Regions from separate parts of the Mus musculus genome. Here regions 2, 3 and 4 are each linked to region 1. Evidence: chromatin contacts called from public Hi-C, HiChIP or PLAC-seq and promoter capture Hi-C data. All regions are on one chromosome and are shown on one strand. Each heading gives the region's core, a stretch centred on a gene start, on an enhancer-like site or on the middle of the called end of the contact. The rest is flanking DNA. Distances are from core to core; before and after follow the strand shown.

Evidence for each region. Promoter capture Hi-C pulls out the DNA fragments that hold promoters and counts their contacts. Hi-C and Micro-C count contacts between places; a contact is called where the count stands out from the background. HiChIP or PLAC-seq counts read pairs in DNA pulled down with a chosen protein or histone mark.
Region 2: a FOXA1 HiChIP or PLAC-seq map of pancreatic cancer cells shows a contact between it and region 1. The contact joins the enhancer-like site here to the promoter of Rpusd3 in region 1. A contact is called at or near these places in 3 of 39 promoter capture datasets (the C10 cell line and the HPC-7 cell line), 8 of 484 Hi-C or Micro-C datasets (B cells, the G1E-ER4 cell line, cortical neurons and 2 more), 7 of 115 datasets of contacts at active chromatin or transcription factors (effector CD8 T cells, embryonic stem cells, extraembryonic endoderm stem cells and 2 more) and 4 of 9 other capture datasets (adipose tissue, embryonic stem cells, liver and 1 more).
Region 3: a contact with region 1 is called in a Hi-C map of regulatory T cells, with 5 times the contacts expected there. The contact joins the promoter of Mtmr14 here to the promoter of Rpusd3 in region 1. A contact is called at or near these places in 3 of 39 promoter capture datasets (the C10 cell line, erythroid cells and pre-B cells), 6 of 484 Hi-C or Micro-C datasets (CD4 T cells, the G1E-ER4 cell line, LSK cells and 3 more), 8 of 115 datasets of contacts at active chromatin or transcription factors (the 230-238 cell line, the SCID.adh cell line, embryonic stem cells and 3 more) and 4 of 9 other capture datasets (adipose tissue, liver, macrophages and 1 more).
Region 4: a contact with region 1 is called in a promoter capture Hi-C map of neural stem cells. The contact joins the enhancer-like site here to the promoter of Rpusd3 in region 1. A contact is called at or near these places in 9 of 39 promoter capture datasets (the C10 cell line, the HPC-7 cell line, cranial neural crest and 4 more), 2 of 484 Hi-C or Micro-C datasets (the 63-12 cell line and pancreatic cancer cells), 1 of 115 datasets of contacts at active chromatin or transcription factors (embryonic stem cells) and 4 of 9 other capture datasets (adipose tissue, embryonic stem cells, liver and 1 more).

Annotation. Positions count from the first base shown.
Region 1 is chr6:113,417,643-113,420,927 of GRCm38.p6, reverse strand. Rpusd3 (RNA pseudouridylate synthase domain containing 3) reads left to right here and starts at 1,588. Exons shown (of 9, transcript NM_001033204.1): 1 at 1,588-1,710; 2 at 1,979-2,118; 3 at 2,853-2,897; 4 at 2,982-3,081. The coding sequence starts at 1,610.
Region 2 is chr6:113,666,951-113,670,235 of GRCm38.p6, reverse strand. Irak2 (interleukin-1 receptor-associated kinase 2) reads right to left here. Exons shown (of 13, transcript NM_172161.4): 4 at 1-37. Among named protein-coding and RNA genes, the nearest start is that of Tatdn2, 28 kb to the left of the region's middle. Within about 2 kb of position 1,530, at least 232 of the 459 cell types and tissues checked have an H3K27ac peak or open chromatin away from gene starts, as enhancers often do. A contact at or near this core is called in B cells, adipose tissue, effector CD8 T cells and 4 more, where this site is marked.
Region 3 is chr6:113,236,256-113,239,540 of GRCm38.p6, reverse strand. Mtmr14 (myotubularin related protein 14) reads right to left here and starts at 1,698. Exons shown (of 19, transcript NM_026849.2): 1 at 1,420-1,698. The coding sequence starts at 1,575.
Region 4 is chr6:113,585,211-113,588,495 of GRCm38.p6, reverse strand. It overlaps Fancd2 (Fanconi anemia, complementation group D2), which reads right to left. Exons shown (of 44, transcript NM_001033244.3): 38 at 2,953-3,024; 39 at 2,248-2,286; 40 at 1,040-1,114; 41 at 77-151. Among named protein-coding and RNA genes, the nearest start is that of Gm46971, 11 kb to the right of the region's middle. Within about 2 kb of position 1,790, at least 14 of the 459 cell types and tissues checked have an H3K27ac peak or open chromatin away from gene starts, as enhancers often do. A contact at or near this core is called in neural stem cells, where this site is marked.

The DNA.
Region 1 (3,285 bases), core at 339-2,838:
GATATGAATTTGGAGGTTAACTTTCTCCCAGCTGAACTTGGGAGGTCACACCTGGGGTGAGAGCTGTGCAGGAGGCAGCCTCCCCCTCTAAATGAAGGGAGGGAAGGAGCATCGCACCCCTCTGATTCCCCCACCAGAATCCACAGGCTAGTACTGGAGTCCTTTCAGGAAGGCTCTCAGGCCTGGGAGCTTGGTGACAGATCCTCTTGCTCTTGCCTCGGTGGTGGGATTAAAGGTGTGTGCCACTATACCCCACTGCTTTTTAAAAAGAGACACTTTCGCCAGGCCTGGTGGCACATGCCTTTAATCCCAGCACTTGGGAGGCAGAGGCAGGCGGATTTCTGAGTTCGAAGCCAGTCTAATCTGGTCTACAAAGTGAGTTCCAGAACAGCCAGGGATATACAGAGAAACCCTGTCTCGAAAAACAAAACAAACAAACAAAAAGAGACTTTCTTTTTATTTTCAGTCATTATTTCTATTTCACTGTTTTTATTATGCGCATAAAATTGTTACTATCTTTTGTATTTTTTTTTGAGACAGGGTTATGTAGACCGATACTGGAATTAAAGGTCTGGTCTATTTTATTGCTAATTATGTACATATGTCTGTGTGTTTGGACAGGTGTTAAAGGAGGTTTTGAGTCCAAGGCTGTGGGTGCTGAAAACAACAGGCAATCCTGTTGTTTGTTCTGTTTTGTTTTGTTTTTTTGAGACAGGGTTTCTCTGTATAGCTCTGACTGTCCTGGAACTCATTTTGTAGCCCAGGCTGGCCTCGAACTCAGAAATCCGCCTGCCTCTGCATCCTGAGTGCTGGGATTAAAGGCGTGCACCACCATGCCCGGCAACAACAGGCAATCTTAACCAGTCTCCATTTTGTTTCATTTTACGCCCGTGTATTTTGTTTTTGAGACATACTGGCCAGGGTGGAACTCACAGCTTTCGTTTCTTTTTCTTTCTTTTTCTTTTTAGACTGGTTTTCTTTGTGTAGACCAGGCTTGTCTCAAACTCAGCTAACTACTTGCCTCTGTTCCAGGCATGCGCCACCACACCCAGCCTACCTTGATTTTCTTTTCATAGAGGGGCCTTGCGCATCTCCCAGGCTGGTCTCCAACCCAGTATCTGTGATCTTGTTCTTTGTGACCTACATACACGGTGCTGGGAATTGAACCCAGGACCTTGTGTAGCCTCTCTACCACCTGAGCCACAGCTTTGGGACCTTTTATGTCACAGGCTGTTACAATTTCAGACAGGTGTACTGACCGAAAGGCTGCATACCGGTCTTCACCTTTCTTCTCCCTCGGTTTTACAAGGGAGGGTTTCAGATTAAGGTTCCCCAAAATTGAAACGACAGTCTTCTCGACCCTTTTTATTCTAAGACACGTCCTCTACTTTGAGTAAATAACCCGCCTCGTGCCTCAGTTTTCCCAAAAGCCAGAACCCTAAATGGCACTTTTTCTTCTACAGGGGAGGCAAAGCCCGGATTCTCGCTCGTCTGAGCGCCCTCTGCCTTGATTGACAGCCTGCCTGACCAATCTACGCACGGAGGATGTACGGGAGGTGGGGTTGAGCTGTCCGTGGACACGCATGCGTACTGTGCTTGGTCCCCGGCAATGGGAGCCCTGAGAGTTTTGCGTTATGTCTCTATGATCTGGCGGCCGGAGCTGGGGTCTTGCGCACGGCAGAGGGATGCCGGCTTCGGCACCGAGGCCCGGTGATTATAACACTCCACTTCCGTGTATGGGGAGAGACTAGATCAAGGAGAGGGCAGGCATGAAATTCAGATCAGTACTTGGTTCTAAGCCGGACTATGTTGTGAGACCCGGCACTAGGTCATTGGACCTTTGAGCCTTGGTGCCTCTTTGGTAAAGTCTTGGGGGGTAGGTGGACTCCTGTCTGCTGAGCCCGGGAGTTCTAAGAAGAGGCTGGACTAGGCAGGGTGAGCAAGGGAGGGAGGTACAGGCTTCTACCATGTTTCTCAGGCGTCCGTCTCAACCTCACCGCTCCAGCAAGCACAAGGACCTAGTCGAGGACCAGCCCTTCCCGGGGCTGCTGAGGACGGAGAACCTCGGCCTGGAGGAGCTGGCTCATGTCCTGAGGGCAGCTGTGGTGGATCAGAAAGGTGAGGGGAGCCTGCTGCTCCTGTGCCTCCCCTGTTGCTGCAGGAGCCAGGCCAGCAGTCACATTCTTCCTAGCCTCACCATCACGAGGAGAGGTGTATACCTCACTCCTCCCTGTGTTCTGAGAGCAGCTGTAACAGAAGTTAACTATCAGAAAAAGCTTTGGGGTTAGTTATAGCTGGCCTCTGTAAGCGGCATGCCTCTTGGTTTCATAAGAGGGCTAGATGGCTGCTCTTGCAGAGAGGACCAGCAGTCAGCACCCACATGTTGCTTCACGACTGTATGTTCATGTAGCAGTGAGGGGCTTCACAGTTCTGGGATAAATATGGCCCCTGCCTTGCGAGATCCAGCGTCCTAATGTGAGAATTACTGAGCAATCGCTGCTGGCGTGGTAACCACACTTGTAATTCCAGAACTTGGGAGGTAGAGGCAAGGAGAATCAGGAGTTCAGGACCAGACTTAGCTGTGTAGTGAATTTGAGGCTGACTTGGTGTTTGAGCCCCCCTCCACCCGCAACAGTCAAGGACTGTAGGAGGGGCACACATTATACTGAGGTATGTTGGAGCCAATGGGAATGGAAGCCTGGAACTGCAGGTATGAAGGCTCCGAGGTACAGGGATTAGGAAGTGCTATTTAAAGTGGGGTTGGATTGTATAACCCCCACCCCCAACCCCACCCCCGAGGCTGCATGCAGACATGCTTCCCTGCTTTTGCTGACATCCATGAACTGTTTCAGGACCTCTGGTGACACTGAACAAGCCACAGGGTCTGCCTGTGACAGGTATGGGCATGGGCAGGGAGGAGGGCAAGGCTGGGGTAGAGATGGTTGGATGGCACGCTGGCAGCTTGTCCTCTTCCCTCCCAGGGAGACCAGGAGAGCTGACGCTGCTATCTGTGCTGCCGCAGCTGAGCCAGGCCCTGGGGCTCGAACACCAGGAGCTCCAGGTTGTGCGAGCACCTGGGAAGTAAGTGATAGTGTGGGGTGTATGTTACACCCACTGTAAGTAAAAGTCTTATTCAAATGCCTGATACATGGTAGGCCCTGGACATTGGTGTTAACTCTTAGCGCATTCGGCTCTCTCTCTTGAGGGAGAGAGAAAAGGCCTTATGACTTGTTTCTCAGGTCTGGATTCTAGTCCTGGTGTTTCTGTCCAGCCTTTAGTTGGGGA
Region 2 (3,285 bases), core at 281-2,780, 250 kb before region 1:
CACGGACGCTGCCGCTGGGCCCCAGCCATGATGGGCCCTAGAAAGGACAACACAGTCAACACTCTGCCTGGGGACGCATCCCGAAGCGACCTTTTCCCTCAGTCAGTGCTGTCACCTCCTGACACCGCGGAGGGGGTGGGGGAGGCCAGCTCCATGGTGTCAATCCTTTTAAGCCTGGTGACATCTTGCAACAGGTGCAATTTGTCATCTTGAATGACAGGAGGAGACCAGGAAGTGGGAGGTGTCCTGAGCAGCCGGGGTCACATGATGGGGGATGCCCCTGTGCTGCCCCTGTGCCACTGCCTGGCAGAGGACACAGAGAAACCTCCAGTGTGGTTCCACAGCAGATGCTGTTCTACCTGGGGTGGCCTGAAGGACTGGGGAAATCAAGGGCACGGAGGGGGAGGGGAGGCTCAGCACTCACTTGGTAAATACCCAGGCACCTCCATCCTGTGGGTACCAGTAGCCAGGGCTGAATCAAGCACCTATCATGCTACTTTGCAGAAGGGACTCAAGTATCCATAGACTCTGGTACCCTGCAGGAAGGAGTTCTGGAACCAGTTCCTCAATGGCCGCTGGGTCACCAGAAGTCTGATCATCACTGAAGCCGGCTGATGGAAGCATGAACCGTCTACTCGAGTGGGTTGGTCTGTTTGTTCTTGTTTTTGTTTTTTGAGACAGGGTTTCTCTGTGTAGCTCTGGCTACCCTGGAGCTCTCTGTAGACCAAGGTGCCTTTGCCTCATGAGAGCTGGGATTAAAGGCTTGCACCACCACCACCACCTGGCCAAGATTTTCCATTTTTTAAATGTTTTCAAAGAACTGTCTAAGGTTTCCCCGGATGGCCGGGCAAGGCAGAGCAGCCCAGCCGATGAAGTAACCATGGACCACCCTTGCAGCCTGGACAGCAGCACAGAGCCTTCAATGCACTGCTTTCGTTGTCTGTGTGGACACTGCAGATTCTTAATAAGAAACTACACATACTACAACATATACCACACACACAATATACACCACACACACCCATAAACACACCAAACTCCATGCATCACACACACACACACACTTCATACCATACCACACACACAATACACCATACACACACACACACACACACACACTGTACTGCAAACACTACATACACTGTATACACTGTTGCCACAGTGGATCACAGAGGGCCTAGTGTGTAACTTCCTGTCTGCTGAGCGCTGCACGGGTTCATGGAAGGTCGGGGACACACCGCAGGACCCATTCATCTCAACATAAAAGTCCTCAAAATACAACGCTCCAAGCGCCCAAACTTTTCCTCTAAAATAAAAAACGCCCTCAAACAGCAACTTCCCCGGACAGACCACAAGCCTGAAATCTGGGGCTTTCCCAGGGCTGAGTGGCCTCAGTAATCAATGGAAAGAATAACTCCTCCTGTTTCAACTCAGAAATAGAACTTCCGCTTCTGTGGGAGGGACTGCAGGGACAGGCCCAGTGGCCCCGGCACACCTGCTCCCCAGGGCCACTCAGGAATGTGGGCCACACAAAGGCTAATGGTGAAAGTACAGAGAGGCCCTGGCACCCGCCCGCTCCTCCCCCACCTCCCCTCTCATTATCTTTCTCCCTTTGGCAAAGGAACAGCAGTTTGGCCCGGGTCTGAGGACCTATCAGGAATTGGGGTTCATAGGTCAGCACATTTTTCCCCTTCCTTCTTCGATATCTTTAGTTACAGGAAATAGTCCTTGACTTAGCATTAACTGCCAGCCCCCTCCACACACACTTTTCCTCCTTTTTTTTTTCTTTTTTCTTTTTTTTCTTTTTTTTTTTTTTTTGAGATGGGGTCTCATTATGCAACCCTGGCTTGGAACTGGATATAGAAACTGTAGAGAGCACAAGGTCCTTGTGTTCACAGTCTGACTCCAGGTCCGACTTAGACCACACTAGATTCTCCCCTGGCCCCTTAAGAGCTATAGAAGCCATACTTTTTCTTTCTTTCTTTCTTTCTTTCTTTCTTTCTTTCTTTCTTTCTTTCTTTCTTTCTTTCCTTTTTTCCTTCTCTTCTCTTCTTTTCTTCCTTTTTCTTCTCTTCTCTTCTTTTCTTCCTTTTTCTTCTCTTTTCTTTTCTTTCTTTTTTCAAACTTGGAGACCTATCTTCCTCTGCCTCCAAGTGCTGGGATTAAAGGCATTATCCCCCACCACCCAGCTAGAATCTGTGAGGACAGGACAGCCAGCCCTGACCTGATTGCCCGGTGGTGTTGCCTGCCCAGAAATGAGCTACTCCAGTCTTCCAAGCACTCAGACCTGAGCGACCATTCACACGCATCCCCTGTAATGACTAAAGAAACATCATATGGAGCCAGGCATCCGGTAAAGGCCACGGACCTGTTGCTCTGGAATGCCTGGAGATCCTGGGCCTGCGGGGGAGATCAGAATAGGACAATGGGCTGTGAGGTGTTAACATCTATCTGCCTCTGAGTCTGTAAAGCCTGCTTCTCACTATGGGAAGGGATGGCGTGGTCTTTTATTACTATGTAGCAGGAAAGTAAGGAACAGCTGAGGGAAGTGAAACATTCTCCAGCCCAGCTGTGGCTTCCATCGGCAGTTGTTTTGCACACCTTTCTACTGGCTATGGAGTTGTTTTTAACTGGATTTCCCTGTCCCCTCACACAGATCCATATGGTTACCAGCTCTGGTATCTGCAGAGGCACATGCCTAAAGAAACCATGTTGGCCTGGAATTTTCATTCACACACATACACACACACACACACACACACACACACACACACACACACACACACACCATCCACCCAGCTAAGGTGCCTGATTCTCTGCAATAGGATGCAATGGGCTCTGTTCTTACCCATTTACAGATGGAGGAACTCAGAAATGATGAGGCTGAGAGGGAATGTAAGCACTGGTGGGTCAACCTCTGGCCCAAGCCCCTAACAGTGACTGCTCCATGCAGGACTGGCTAGCTTCGGGCTCCTCAGTGAGCTGCATTTTATGGCTCTGGGATCTTGAGCTTGCAGGCCAGAGGTTACAGGAGATGAGAGGCTGGACACACATACAGTGCTCTCTGCAAGGCTCTGGGACAGCAGCGTAGGCTGTATGGGGGAGGTAGAAGTGCTCAAACCCCATGGTTAAATCACCTTGAGCAAATCCTTATTTTTTCTTTTGCTGAAATTGATGGGAGAGGGAGTGGCTCAAGGGTAAAGCACTTATCTCGCACGCCTAACCCCCAGGGTTCCATGCCCAGCTCTCCCTCCCTGACCCACTCTGAAAATGGTATTTGTAAAC
Region 3 (3,285 bases), core at 449-2,948, 180 kb after region 1:
CCTGGAGCAGTATTAAGACCAGTTGTGGTGAGAGTAAGGTTTAACTTGTAAAACTCTAATCTTCACAGACATTCAGAGGGCAGTGAGATCCATCAAAATCACACACCTCCTATAACCACTCAAAAGATTGCCCTCGAAGTCAGCTGTGGTGGCTCACACGTGTATGTAGTCCTTGGGAGGCTAAGGCAGGAGGATTATTAGTTACAAGCCATCCTGGGATAATGACTGTGAAACCAAGCCAGGGCCACAGACAAAAAACCACGCCTCAACACACACCAAGGCTGGTGATGTAGCTCAGCTGGTAGAATGCCGGTCTGGCATGCATAAAAACCTGTGTTCAATCTCCAGCACCACAGAAACCAAGCATGAGGGTAAACACCTGTAACCCCATCACCTAGGAAGTGGAGACAGAAGGACAGGAGTGCATGACTGGCCTTGGTTGGGATAACGCATTTAAGGCTTTTCTGAACATACAGTACAAATTCTAGGGTCTGCCTCCCCAGACATTGTGCTTTAAGAGAATCTAAGACCAGAAATCTTTGTGTTTAACAAGAGCTCCAAATGATGCCAATTATAATCTGAAAGGTACTTAATTGTCTGGTCCGATAATACCACATTAGTGATCTTTCTTAGGTTGTTACTTCAGAGATTAATAGAAGATGTCTCAGCCCCTAGGTAACCTCTGGGGCCAAACCAGTTTTATGGCCCAGCACAGAGACCAACGCCAATGTGTAATGCCACACTGGGAAAGAGAAAGGGCCGGGTCTATCAGTGCTGAGGTCAGTATGCCTCGACCAGATCAGCAGCTCTCTTTTCAGGCCTGGTGACTAGGGCAGAGGGAAATTCCCGGGGTGGGGGGACAACGGACAGAGACTTCTGATAAAAGGAACAGAAAGGGAATGTGGGTTCTCTTCTTGCTCTACAGGAAAGGAAAGGGAAGGGCCTAAGTCATGCTGGTACCTTATAAGGAGGTGACACACTCCGCTGTTCTCTGGGCTCCATAATGTCACACTACTCCAGACTTCTACTCTGATCTCTGGTCCAGAGGAGTCTCTTCCCCATTTTTACTTAGATTTTAGGGGTTTTGTTTTTTGTTTTGAATCTGTTGGTAACCCCTCCTAGGCTCACGAAGGGTAGCGTTCCTATTGTCTAACCTTTGCACCTGGCCCACAACTCCGACCCTTGACCTCCAAACCCCTGTTAAAGCAACCCCCCACCCCAAAACCCACAAGGAGCTTCGGTCCTCCTCTTTGGTGTAAAGCCGGATCCTTACTCTCTGAGTCCATATCCTGGATAAGTTCCTCTCCCGTGCCTCCCCAAGGAGGTCTCATTCCAGCTCTCCTCCCATCCCGAACCACAGTCTTCCCTCGGTAACTCAGGCCAGGGACCAGTTCAGGTCGTTGCACCTTTGGGGCTCACCTTAGAGCCGCTCTTCCCGCCGCTGTCCTTGGCACGGTACTGAGTCCGGGAGAACTCCTCCAGCAGCTCCCAGAGCCCGGGCTCCTGAGGCGGCGGGCTGCCCGACGAGGCGGTGGAACCCGCCGAGGCGGCGGCGGCGGCCCGAGCACCCGCCATGCACAGCCTCGAGTCCCCTCAGGGCGCCTTCCCCCAGCCCATGGCACCTGAAGCTCGGACTCCGGCTCTAAAACCTCCTGAACCGACTCAGCCGCCGCCTTCTTCTTCCACTTCCGGCCCCGCCCCACCTCTCCGGATGTTTACTCCCGCCGCAGCCAATCAGAGCCCGGGGTTCGTGCCCGGCCCACAGGTCCCCGGCCCACCCCTGACGCGGAGGGATCCAAGTGGCCTCACGGCGGGGGCCGCGCTCCGCCCAAGGGGTTTCCCCGGGGGAAGCCGGGCTAAACCACCGCGGCTGCGGGGAGGGGAAAGGCGGGAACCATTGGCAACAAGAGAGGAAGGAACCGCCGGAGGCCTGAGTTAGTGCTGGCAGCAAGAAGACGAGAGCTGCAAGAATCAAAACAGCATTTCAAACAGCACTTCTCCACTGCTCTTATGGACGTCCCTGCCAATATAGCGTGGACCATCATCCTATTTATTTAAAAAGATTTTCTAGCTGGTGTCAGTAGGCAAACGCCAGAGGATGAAGCGTGAGAATCAGGCATTTGAGACTAGCCCAGACCACACCTTAATTTTTTAAAAATGTTTAAAAAAGTGTAGATAATAATGTTCCTTCATTTTCCTATCAGCTGCTTTCATCATAAATCAACACGTGCCAATCTCCTGCTCAGTTCTTCCCTGTCTAGGGAGTTGTTTGTGTATTGGGCTGGTGTTTGTTGTTTGATGTAGGTAATTATTTGTGGTATAGCCAAGGCTGGCCTTGAACTCCTGACTCACCTGCCTCCACTTTCTGGGTGCTGAGAATCTCAAATATCAGTCCCAAATTCCTAGAATTGTTAGTCTCAGAAGATGTGTGTACTATCTACCCCCAAGTATTGATGTTTAGAGAGAAGGTGTTAAGGCCTCCTTCAGTATTGTATATCTGAGGGAGAATTGCTCATTTGGCCATCAGTCAGACAGTTGATTAAGCTATAACTTATGTCGAAAGAAAACTCTCAAAATGAAATTGATGCTGTGAAAACATAGTAAGTTAACATAGTGCCTAAAAGTACTCATTTTCTTAGATTTGTAAAGAAATCTAAGGAAAACACAAACCACAACCCCTGCTGACTGTCAGTCACTCTTCATGCTCAACTAGGTCCTGTCCTGAATTCTAATACTGGAAATTAGTTTTCCCTTTTGGCGATGGTCAAATAGAATCAAAATATGCATTTTTTAAAAAAATTATTATTTAGTCTCGTCTTCTAAACTGTGATGATTATTCTTGCTTCCCAACTTGGGGAAAGGACTCTTCAGTTGAGTAATTGCCTCCACCTGGTTGGCCTCTGAGCATGTCTGTGGGGCCTTTTCTTGATTGCTAATTGATGCAGAGGGAGGTATCCACTTTGGAGAGGTGGTCCTGGGTTGTAGAATAAAGCAGGCTGAGAGAGTTACAGGGATCAAGCTGGTAATCAGTGTTTATTTCTCCATGGCCTCTGCTTCACTTTCTGCCTCCAGGTTCTTGCTTGAGTTCCTGTCCTGCCTGATGGTCCTCAATGATGATGTCACTGATGTGACAGTGTGAGCTCAATAAACCTCTTCTTGGCTTGCTTTTGTTTTTATCATAGCAACAAAAGTAGAACAAACATAATGTCTCTAAGATTTTTCTAGTCAATCGCAATGGCTTACACCTGTGAGTGAAGCCTTCCGAAAGCTGAGGCAAAAAGACAA
Region 4 (3,285 bases), core at 541-3,040, 170 kb before region 1:
AAGCAGGGAGACTGAGTGTAACGAATTTCAGGCCATGGCTGGTTATGCTTCATAGTGAGACCTGTTCCTCTCTTACCTTGGAGTGTCCACAAAGGTGATGAAGTAGCCTCGTGTTCAACTGAAGGGTTTGCAGCAAGCTCAGAACATCTTCCTAAAAATAACAGAATTCAAAAGTGGCCTGGTATACTGTTATTTCAAATGCAAGCTGTTCTTGCAACCAGGGCTCCAGGGAGGGCAAACTCTGCAGGTTCCAGTCTGCGTTATACTCATCCTGGCCCTCAGATAGGAGCCCTGAGTCAGCTACTGATCTGCAGCTTCTCAACCTGGCCCTAGGATCTATTAACCCGTTAGCTAGCAAGAGCTGGACAGGCTTCTCTGTGGAGCACTGGCTGCCCTGGGACTGGCTCTCCAGACCAGGCTGGTAACAAACTCTAAGTAGGGAGCCACGTCTCAAGCTTGTATATCAGGATACGATGCCGCCCCTCTCTTCTTTTTCTAACTCATACTGCCAGTGTTTTGTAAAGCTCACTTTCTAGACGTGTAAGAAATTCTGTATCAGGGAGATCATGGGGGATGGGAAAAGGATGAGAAGGAAATGGGGTGTGTGTGTGTGATCAAATCATCTTACACACAAACATATATGATGTTATAAAATAAATTTACACATAAACCCCTTTTTATTCTCACCATGCCAGTTCCAAGTACCACTTGGCTCTAAAGGCATATATCAAGCATGATTTAGAGCCCAGTGGTTTCTAAAGTGTTTGCAGAGACACTGCTGCAGAAAAGCCAAGTGTGCAACAGCACAATGAAGTGCCGATTAAATGGAGCAAGCCCAAAGATTGGGAAGAAGGAGAGGGGGTCTGAACAGAGTGATGTGAGAGGCTCAGTATACCTGGGCACTTCTGGCTATAGCTGGCATGCTGTTTCTTAGAATTGGTGCTCAAAGCATAGACAACAGGACCCTGAATCCCCAGCCCAATCCCAGCTCAGAAATACCCACAGACATCCTGGCAACGGCTCTGTTGTCAGTTCTTACCCGATGCTTTCTAAAGCTGAAGTCGAGGAGTGGCATACATTGCTTCAGAAATGCCTCCACAAAGCGACGGCCATACTGAAGGGAGAGACAGCGGTGCTGAACTACAGCTGAGGACTTTTACTGAAAAGCTCCCAGACAAAGCAGCATAGGCCACCTAGCCCAAGGGTTTATATTATCACTGTGTGCATTCAAATAAATTGGAAGTGGTCCAGAAAGTTAATTTGGTGGCTCTAACTAAAGTTGAAAAGCAAACAGACCTGCTACTTACATAAATAAGCTCCAGAATTAGGCAGAGTCAGAAATCTGGACAGACAACGGCCAGAGCCCTTGTCCAGCTTAGAGAACACAGTGCCTCACCTGCACTGAAGCCTCTCAGCACGACTCAGTCTCAAAGGGAGACATGAGAGGACCAAGGCAACACATGGCCATCTCCAACCAAATTGCTCCTCCAAGCCACTCATCTCCTAAGCTGTACAGGATAGAGTGAGGGGAAGCGACCAAGGACAGTACCATACGCTGGAGGGAGACACCAGGAGGACAGAAGAAGCATAACTCTTTAGTTTTACCATCAAATCCAGGGCCAGATAGGAAATCCCCATAGGAGAAGGGAAGGGCTCTGCAATTGTCAGAATATCAATCTGACATTCATAGACCATTCCAAGGTTTTTCCATTTGTCTCGTGGTGCAAAGGATTGAACCTGGGAAATCCCACACACTAAGCAGGTTCCCATCCTGGAGCAATGCCCAGCCCTGGCCCTGTCCCAAGGGAAACCATCCATCACTTGTCCTCTGCTGCCTGGAAACCTGCTAGGGAGTGCAGGGGTGACTGCTGCTATTTCTCCTTTGTCTGTGGTAGGGTCTACCCTAGCAGCCCTAGCTGACTGTGTAGACCAGGCTGGCCTCAAGCTCACAGATCCACTTGCTTCTGACTCTAAAGGTATGCATCACCATGGGCTTCATGAACATTATTCTTAAACTCAGCTGCTCTGTAGCATTCAACCCAGTCCTAATATTCTGACCAAAAATTCTACAAAGCATGAGAAAACTGCCTCCAACTACTGTAGAAAATGCTAGCCACCGTCTTCCTTACCTATTAGCATAGCCTCTGGCACATAAACGAGGTAAAAAGCAATTCCATCTAGCTGAGGCCCCTCGGAAATGACCCACAGGAAGAAAACACCTCAAACAAAGCCTAGGAAATCTTTTACCTTTAAACACACATGCAGAACAGGATAACTGTCAAATACCTGGTCAGGAGAAAGACAAGAAACCAGACTTAAGGCGGTTCCTTTGAGTACCACCTCCGCCCCACTGCACACAGCATGGCTGTGAGGGACACAGAAGACTGTAATATGAAGAAGGTACACAACAGAGCAGCAGAACGCAGCAGAACATCAGTTACAGAAGAAGGAAGCTCGTAACCCAAATCCAAGACAAGCCAGAAAGGAGCACAGGGGAGGAAGAAATTGATTCCAGCTAGGGATGTGGAGAAGACAGCATGGCTAGAGGACTGCCTCTCTGATCTGAAACCTTAGGAGAGACTGAGATGGAGAGGGGAGGGAGTGACAGCTCCCTGACAGCAGCTTAAGCATAACCCAGCAGCAGAGAACACAGAGCCTCGGGGACAATGATGACAGGCGGGGATGGAAGTGCTCAGACCAGAGGATCCGAGGTAAGATGGGGGCAGAAAACGGGGCTGTGTCAGGGAGTAAATTTTGTAGTGCAGGTGGGAGGCAAAAAAGAAAAGGTGAAACCCCACAGTAGCCAGAAGGGGTTACCCAAAATGAACAGGGGTCATGGGAGGGAGTTAACAGGGCCCGAGGAAGGGTGAGGAGAACAGCAGGTGGGTGAGTTCTGGAAATCAGAACCCTGGTGTCTAGGTTAGCTAGCGAGGCAGGTCAGGGGCCCCATACTTTCATCAGATTGAGAAGGATGCTGAAATCTCGGACAGCCATGTTCCAATAGAGGAGCTTCTCTTCGTGAACCTGGGGACAGTCAAACACAGGCAGAGTTCTGAGCCACAGCCCAATGCAAACAGAAGCTGCCCTCCCACTACCACAGTCTGTCCACTGTCTCTTCTGAGGAGATGTGGCAGCTAGTGTATGCATCGGCAAGCTCACACACTGTGGGAACACCAGTGTACACACAGGGACACAGTTACTTCCACGTAGCTACAAGCCTCTGCTGCCATCACATCTCTGAGGCTGCTGAATCTCTCAGTAGCCCACGTCTACCTCAGCTCTGAC